2 separate regions of the Danio rerio genome follow, and region 2 is linked to region 1. Evidence: chromatin contacts called from public Hi-C data. All regions are on one chromosome and are shown on one strand. Each heading gives the region's core, a stretch centred on a gene start, on an enhancer-like site or on the middle of the called end of the contact. The rest is flanking DNA. Distances are from core to core; before and after follow the strand shown. Region 1 holds the start of helb (helicase (DNA) B). Region 2 holds the start of msrb3 (methionine sulfoxide reductase B3).

What was found. Hi-C and Micro-C count contacts between places; a contact is called where the count stands out from the background.
Region 2: a Hi-C map of embryo shows a contact between it and region 1, with 2.5 times the contacts expected there. The contact joins the promoter of msrb3 here to the promoter of helb in region 1. A contact is called at or near these places in 2 of 18 Hi-C or Micro-C datasets (both in embryo).

What each region holds. Positions count from the first base shown.
Region 1 is chr4:13,353,544-13,357,945 of GRCz12tu, forward strand. It overlaps helb (helicase (DNA) B), which reads right to left and starts at 2,544. Exons shown (of 14, transcript XM_068220753.1): 1 at 2,255-2,544; 2 at 630-788; 3 at 435-541. It overlaps irak3 (interleukin-1 receptor-associated kinase 3), which reads right to left. Exons shown (of 13, transcript XM_017355295.4): 12 at 4,017-4,402; 13 at 3,153-3,873. The coding sequence ends at 3,743.
Region 2 is chr4:13,488,063-13,492,673 of GRCz12tu, forward strand. msrb3 (methionine sulfoxide reductase B3) reads right to left here and starts at 1,556. Exons shown (of 6, transcript NM_001320380.1): 1 at 1,426-1,556. The coding sequence starts at 1,504. It overlaps lemd3 (LEM domain containing 3), which reads right to left. Exons shown (of 13, transcript NM_001044864.1): 13 at 4,528-4,611.

The DNA.
Region 1 (4,402 bases), core at 1,294-3,793:
TCTTCTTGTATTTTTCAGATGTCTTGCATTTTAGCAACAATTAACAAACTTGTTTAACTAGTAACAAGGGAAAGCTGTATAATGCAAGATACAAAAATGCACTGAACATTGTTATTATTTATTTATTTTTTAACCATGTACAGTTTGAATCTATGTAATTTATTTACATATTTATTTTCACATTTTTAACCATTTCTCTTTTAACTTTTTATTTATATATATTTTATTGATAATATATTTTGTTTTGTAGTTCAAACAAAACCCAATAAAAATGCACCTTTGGCCAAAATTAATGCTGTTTACGTTCACATAGCCAAAGTGATAAGAAAAAAAAATTTTAAAAAAATAAAACACATCCATAAGGGTTAACTTTGAGATGCATTTTACGTGTCATGTATATATTATATGGATAAACATGCTACACATTTTCTCACCTGAACAATTGACACTTGACTTGAGCTGTTGAGCCACAGCTTCATGCTCAAGTGAGGAATCTTCAAACTCCTGCAGGACGTCCAGCACATTAACAAGCTCCACACGTCTGTCAGTGGGCAACCAGTCCATAAACATTTTAACATGATCAGCTTGTGCCTTACATGCGGTGAGAAAAAGAGACAAGAGTGACCGACCCTCTGATTTCAGATGAGTGCGGAGTCGATAGAAAGGGTAGCCTTTAACAAATGCCTTGAGTCGGCCTAGGCGAATTGTACAGGTTACTTCCCACCAGGGGTCACAGAGGGGGAATCGGCCCTCAACCTTGTATGTCTTTTTACCAACCAGAATTGACACTGTAAAAGAAGAAAATGCATGAAATAACCGTTATAAACAAAGTAGTACCTTTGAAAGCGTCAACTCTGAAAAGCTTTTACTTGTAGATATGAGTAGATGTACTGACTCTCCCACACTATTCAAATCTAGACTTAAAACTCATCTGTTCAAAATAACATACTCTGTTTAACTGCATTACTCCATTTTGTATTCAAGTCTTTGTATTTTATCGTCTTCTCTATTTTTATACTGTCTATTTATGTTGTACTGTTTTTTTTTTTGTTTTTTTGTTTTTTTGTAGAATTGTATATGTATGTTGTACAGTGACCATGGGTTTCTTGAAAGGTGCTTTCAAACTAAATGTATTATTATAATTATTATATGCAATTATGAACAGTATGGTATGCAAGACAAGTATGTAGATATGTAGGAGACAGACTGTAGATAGAATTCATAGAATGATAGAATTCAGACTGTATATATGAATATTTTTACTTATGTGTTAACAAACTGACTTTTTAACTCATAACAATGTAAATGTACATTATTTTTATGTATGTTTTACTTACAGGTATAACATGTAAAGAGTGTGATGCTGTATATTGCAAATATGTTCAGTTTTCAGTTCAGTTTCCTTTATTTTTGTCATTCAAAACATCACAATAGATAGTAATGCAGAACGAAATTACATTAAAAACTCAGCAAGAACATAAAAAAACACGTTAAACACCTAATAAATAAGCTTTTGTAATTTCATAAATATATAAAAATATAGTTATATATAAAATATACAATCCAGTTGAAAAAAAATCACAGAAGTAACTAAAAATACTTAAATACTTATTGCATAGTTTGTTATAATAGTTCTAAATACTTTTATGTTATAATGTAAACATGCATGAATGTGTAACAATTGAATGCGTAAACATACTAACCAATAATAGGTTAAAATTATGTCAAATGCAAATAGGATGATGGTAACAGTATAAAAAGGTGGGGACTTTGGAACTTCTATTAATGTGAATAGAAAATTATTGTGTTATTAAATACATTGTTACATTTTTTATTATATTAATTTAGAATAAGATAACATTTTTAAAATAAAATAATATATTTTTGTAAACTGTCAATAGTCTAACTTTTCAACTTTTAAAACTGTAAAGTGTAAATACGATTTACTTGTTATACCGTAAACAGGCTGATTTTGTTAGTCATATCAGGGTAAACAGTAAACGTCACTTGTTTAACTTGAATGTAAACAGACTTTTGTGTGAAAGCGTAAATTATAAATATTTTTACACCTTCTCTGGTATATTTCCCTTATAATTTCAAAAGGGGTGTAAGTTAGCGTGAATACTTTATTTCTTCACGTTAGTTACTTTGTTACTTACAGTAAACAAAGTAACGTTAAATGTTACATGTAGCAATGTGAACTGTAAACATGTTTGTCTATACTTAGGTAAAGGTAATAAATAAGTAGTTTTACCTTCTTTTGATGTTGGCACTAAAGATTTGAACATGTTTCCCCCAGATGACACCGAGTTCATCTCCTTCATGTCCAGAAATTCAGGCTGTCCTTCCTCCTCTTCATCTTCACTTTCTAAACCATCGTCTTTGTTTGGCTGGACAGCTTGTTCTTCTGGTAAAATGTAACCAGTTATGGTTTTTAATCCCGCAATGGGACTTTGAAGCGCCATGTTGACTGATAAAAGTCAGTTTGAAGTTATCTGCATTTCGCGGTCCAACACATGACTCATGACTGTAAACACTGCATACAACAGCCAATCACATCACGCCAAAATAAAAGTCTGTTTATTACTGCTTCCTGTTAAACATACACAAACGCGTTAAATAATAAAATAAATAAATGATTGAATGAAGAAAATGGTTGAATAAATGAATGAATGAATGAATGAATGAATGAATGAATGAATGAATGAATGAATGAAAATGCCGGCCACCGTCCTAAAATGACAGTAGTTGTAAGTTTCTGTTAAATATATTTGTGTATAATTCATTAGCTAACAACAACAGTGAGCAGCGTTCATTTTTGGATGCCTCATTTACTTTAACAGCATTTATGAATGTTGCTGACGTTAGTAAAACAAATCATTGTTCATTGTGCGTTACTTTTAACAAATAGCCACTATGGATTTAAATAATGAATTCGTAAATGCTGAAACTAAGTGACTAAAACCCTAAAATGACAACATTATATACAACATAAAATAACATTTACATCCAAGCAGCCTAAATTAAAAATAAGTAGTAATAATAACATAAATAAAAACCTTCAATCATATTAATGAAAATATATTCAGGGAGGTCAATCCATATAAGCTGACAAAAGTTTAGAGAGCCACATAAAAATGACTAAAGTGAAATAAGTTCTTCAGTTTTTAATAACCCCTGATTGCACAGGTCATTTTTTATTCTTAATTTTTTTCATTTTTTTCATTTATATAGGGAATGCTTACAATTAGTTAATAGCAGATCATTAGCAATCATTTTTAAAGCATTTATCAATTTTTGTAACGTTTAAAAACAATGAAAATGTAAACATATTTATCATTGTTCGTTTCCTATAGCTACATCCCTATAGTCATTCCCCTTATAGCTAGTGTTGGGTGAGCGCACTGTCCTGTGGCTGCCGTCACATCCTCCAAGTAGATGCTGCACACTGGTGGTGGTATGGAGACCCCCCCCCTCTCCCCCCGGTAAATGCACTGTATAAATACACATTACATTACAGTTTATGTTAAATATAGTTAGATTACATTAAATTAAACCTTTTAGTAAAGTGACCTTACATTTCTGCTTTATACATCAGGTTTTATATTAAATACAGCTTTACTTTAAAAGCAGATACATATAAAATATTTAATACAGGACAATCGACAACAGTAACAACAACAAAATTAATAGAACTGCTCCAGTATTAAATCTTTATAAATATCCATCTGATCCAGGTGAATCACTCTGACTGAAGTGAAAGAAGTTCTTCAGTTTTTATTAAGCCCTGATTGTACAGGTGAATTTTATTCTTCATTTTTTCTTTTGCCGGATTCCTGGCATCATTCGGAGCAGGCAAGGCATTATCATCATCTGAAAATGAAAAATGTTGGCTATTAATTCTGAGCTTGACTGGATCTAAATTACTTTGCACTGACAATGAGCCTCAACACTTTCCAAAAAACAAAAAAAGTCCTTATAGACTAAAGTGATAACATAGTACCCAACATACATACCTATAGTGACATATACAACCGACTGACTGAATCCATTAGCGCAGCAGTCGGCACAAGCCTGCGCTTCGGTTTCAGTGCTACAGCTGCACTCCACCGGCCAACTGCCATACAAATCCAGACGAGCTGCAGAGTCTGAATGCACACTTTCTGATGATGACACCCTTTGGTCACTTTCCTGATGACAATCTCTAAGGAAGCTGCGATCTTCATTACTCAAGAAAGTGACTTCAGACTGGCTGCATTCACATGGATCTGCCGGTTTGGAAACTCTTGGAGAATGCAGTTCCTCCAGCTGGCTGTGCATTTCATCGTCTTCAATAGGAAAGCTTTTGTATGGTCGCTGAGGAGGGATGGTGTCATCCAGAGTGTGAGGTTGGTCCTCGGAG
Region 2 (4,611 bases), core at 306-2,805, 130 kb after region 1:
TTTTATTGATAAAAACTGTATAACATGTCTTTATTGAGTTTTTTCAAGATTTTAAAATCATTCAAACCCCAATACCCTAAAATTACCCCAGACAGGCTTAGGGGGGAAAATGGATTAAATAATAATCCTTATTTTAAAAAAATAAAAATTTAATTAATATTTGCTGGCCATTATTTAATTTATTCATAATTAAATTATGACAAACATTATGGAAGAATTTGATCTGATTATGCTGACTTGAGCATGCTACTTCATGTCAACATTGAGCTAAACATTCTAACTAGAGCTAAAAACAACTTAAAACCTGTACTATAGCATGCTGGAAACAAATTGTTGTTAAAAACCGTAGTAGCAATATGCTACAACATGGGCTAAAACAAATTAGAAATGTTAGCGACACTCTAAAATGTACTAATCATGCAATAATCTAGTTGTTCATCCAAAAAATTGTTTAAAGAGTGCAGGTAAATGCTAACTCATGTTTACATAGTATTAAAAGCTAGCAACAGATTAAAACATGCTAAAACATGCTAACAGCAGGCTACTCCAAGCTAGCAACATATACCAGAAACAAGCTAGCATGGAGTGAAACATGTTGGTTATGTTATTGATGTCAAAATATATATTTTTTAAACAAACATGACATACTAATTACTGCATGCAAAATATAACAACAAGATGCTAATTGGTTTGAACAAAATACTAAATTAAAGGTTGGCCATGAGTTGAAACATGGTAAAATCATACTAACTCACGTAACAAATTCATGACAAATGTGCTAATGATACAATTGGCTTTCTCCAAAATTTTACAAAATCCTCTAACTGAATTTTTTTCTAAATTATTTCTAACTTTCAGTTCTGGATTGTTGTCAAGTCAACATTATCATGGCAAATCATCATGGCAGACTTGTAGAAGTTCATTAGATATGTGCCAGTTCTTTACTATGTAGGTTAGTTAAATAAACATGACATAGAATATTAATATATTTTTATAATCTCCACTTATACTGACTTAAGTGTGAGGTGTTTACATCACTGTCACATAGTAGTGCCACAGTAGCTTACTACTGTTTTATATACAAGGGTGTAAATAAAAACGTTATGTAATAACACCAAGTTGTTATGACATCACATGTGGGAGGGTATACATTCAATACACACAGTGTAATTGATATGGCTCCCATAGACGACTAAGTAAATTACTGAGAAACTTTACGTATTTTGTCATAATAAGAGGAATAAATAGATGTAGAAAGCACAAAACGTTGCATGTAAATACGCTTAAGTTACCTTAACATGACAGCAAAGTATAACGGTTTTGAGTTACATCAATGCGTAGTCATAGAGACCCTGTTGCCTTCATGAAAGTCACTTAAAAGTGCGTAATAAACAACATACATATGTAATAAGTAGTTATACGTACCGGACAGCAGAAATAGCGTTATAACCGAGCAGGACAGCAGAGTATACAGGAAAGGGGGGCCGCGGGGAGAGCAGCGCATTTGTCAAACAGAGCTTCACCGCCGTGTACTTCTTAGGTAATGACAAGTGCATTGTGGGAAATTCCTCTCGCCGGGCAGCAGGGGCTCTCCAAATATGAGCAATGCGTAATTTGCGCGCATAGTTATACAGCGCGAAGCAGGCTGTGGGTTTTTGTTGTTCAGTTACGTCATTCGAATATGACAAAATATTGATTAATTTGTTAAATCTTTACTTATGTTGTGTAGGTAATCAACGTAGCACGTCATAGAATCAATCTTATTCTGCTTGCTGCTTTGGGATGAGGCAGTCAGTACTTTCTGTTCTGGGATCAGCCAACTACACACATACTATTTTGGAAATGTAGGAAAAACTGACCTTAGATCAGAGGTTTTCAGTCTAAACCTTCATTTATATTCTTAATAAAAACGTGGATTATTCTAATCTTGCATTTATTAATAAATAAATATAAATACATTTTGCATAATTATATTATTGGAATCTGTTTTGTTTTTATTTTACTATATGTTTTAACTCGTTTTGAATTTTTTTTTGTTGTTGTTAAGCAATAGTTGTTTTACAGTGCTCAGCATAATTGAGTAAACCCCATTTTGAATATGAGTATATATTTTTTTCTTAGTGAATGTAGGCAATGTATTTTGGTGCATTTAAACAAAACAGATTTACTAAACAGATTTATTTATTAAAATAATATTTTTAGTCACCAAACATATTTATCAATTGAAAAATAATGCAGTTAAATTCATGCAACAAATAATAATTACATCCTTCAAAATTTCAACTAAATTTGTCCTTTTTTTTTTTTTTTGCTTCTCTTTATTTTTTGTACTCCTTTTTTGTATTTAATATTTTTCTATAACATATACATTTGGATGTACTAGTTTTTGGAACATTATTGTAAGTTATTTAGTAAGATAAGCTCCAGATTTAGCTTTAGTACTGACTAATCTAATGTATATGCACACATATAATATTGTATATCTTCCTATTAAAAATATGAATTGAAAATAAAATTTGTGAGGGGTTTACTTATAAATGCTGAGCACTGCACATATAACATCTGCACTTTAATTAAAAGAACAGTGATACTAAACCTTGAATATAGTTTAGAAACTGGGAACATGGCAGAAAAGTAAATAATGCAGACATTTAAAGCAATTGTCAGGCTTACAACTGTAAAAATACTGGACTTTTTCTATGATTAGAAGTAGTATCTGGTTACAACATAGTGAAATTACATTTTATATATATATATATATATATATTATATATATATATATAAATAATTTTTTTTTTATCTGAAATACAAGATTTTTACATACAGAATTTTAATTTATTTTTATTTTTAAAAATATATTTCCCAAATGATGTTTAAGTGAGCAAGGAAATTTTCACAGTATGTCTGATATTTTTTCTTCTGGAGAAAGTTGTTTTATTTCTAAAACAAAATTTAAAAAAAAAACATCTTTAAGGTTGGAATTATTAGCTCCTTTAAGCTATATTTTTTCGAACAAACCATTGTTATACAATTACCCTATCTTGCCTAGTTAACTTTACCAAGTCAAGCCTTTAAATGTGACTTTAAGCTGTATAGAAGGGTCTTAAAAACATCCTCAAATATTATTTACTGTCATCATGGCAAAGATTTAATAAATAAGTTTATAGAAAGGAGTTATTAAAACTAATATGTTTAGAAATGTGTTAAACTATCTCTGTTAAACTAATTAAAAACTAAATAAATAAATAAACAGGGGGGCTAATAATTCAGGGGGTAACAATTCTAACTTCAACTGTATAAAATCTTATCAGACTTATTAAGATATAGATTATAGCTTACAAAATGTTCCGCTGATGCTGCAGTACAACCTTATGAACTATATCGGAGATTCTTAACTTTAAAATTTAATGCTGTTGTATTAAAACTTCCATTTCAATATAAATAGACTGGCTTGGCAATTACATACACATTTTAAACCACTGATAGTTCACATTCATCTTAAAGTCAAATATAACAAATGTAAAACCCAGTTAAACAAACCAAAATCCTAAACGCTTCACGTAGAAACAAAGGAAGAAAATAAACATGAGTAATAAACAAGTACATTTTATTTACCTCATATCAACCCAAACTGCATCTAAACAAAAGCTGATAAATCTTTGTGATCCAAAATAGACATGAACGCAGCATGACATGCTCTGTTTATGAGTGTCTCCATACAAATTACAATTAGATCAGGCTGCGCACGAGTGTGTACAAGAAAAACTTCCATCGAAAAGAAAAGGTGTCTCTTTTGGAAATTTAGAAGGGTCGGGAACAGATTAAAAACAGCAATTGCATGGCGTTTAAAATTGCCAAGTAATGAATAGCGGGGAGATGAACGGAGAAAAAAAAAATAACATCCATCTGCACCACCAATTATAACGGGAAAGCATAACCTTTAAAATATAAACAAAAACAACAGTAAATAATTATATACTTGAATATAATCAGACTGTGACAATTAAGACTAGTGTTCAGAAACATGGCATCGAATGGTCTCTCCACATGACACGCGTCTCTGAATGCAGCAGTGTAGTTATTCTGTTGGCAAGAAACAAACGAGAGCTTATGACGATTTCAATTTCATACAGATGATTTCAACCACCACCACCACCAGCACCACCACCATTCAATGAGATATTTACAGCACTCCTTTTTTTCTTTAGAGTGTGTGTGCATGCCGTTCTTGGACTAAAAACTACAAAAAAAGGCCCAAAAAAAACAAAAACAAATTAATAATAATTAAATGGAATACATCAGCTAAAAAAAAAACATCCTCAGGGAAATAAACATCCACAATATATGATACAATTCAAAGCTTAAATATAGGCATACTTTAACCAGCACATGCAGCTATGTATAGCCCAACAGAGCTCCTTGGAATTAAGGAGGGGAGTTAGTTACTTGTAACAAAACAAAATGAGAAGCAGAAGAGGCCGGAAAACTTTCATTTGTGTTTGTTGTAAGATTTAAAGTCGGAAGCCATTTTGTTATTGAATCCATAAAGACGGTATATTTCAAATAAAAACAAAAGCAAATACATCAAAGAACCAGAAATGTGTGTCCACT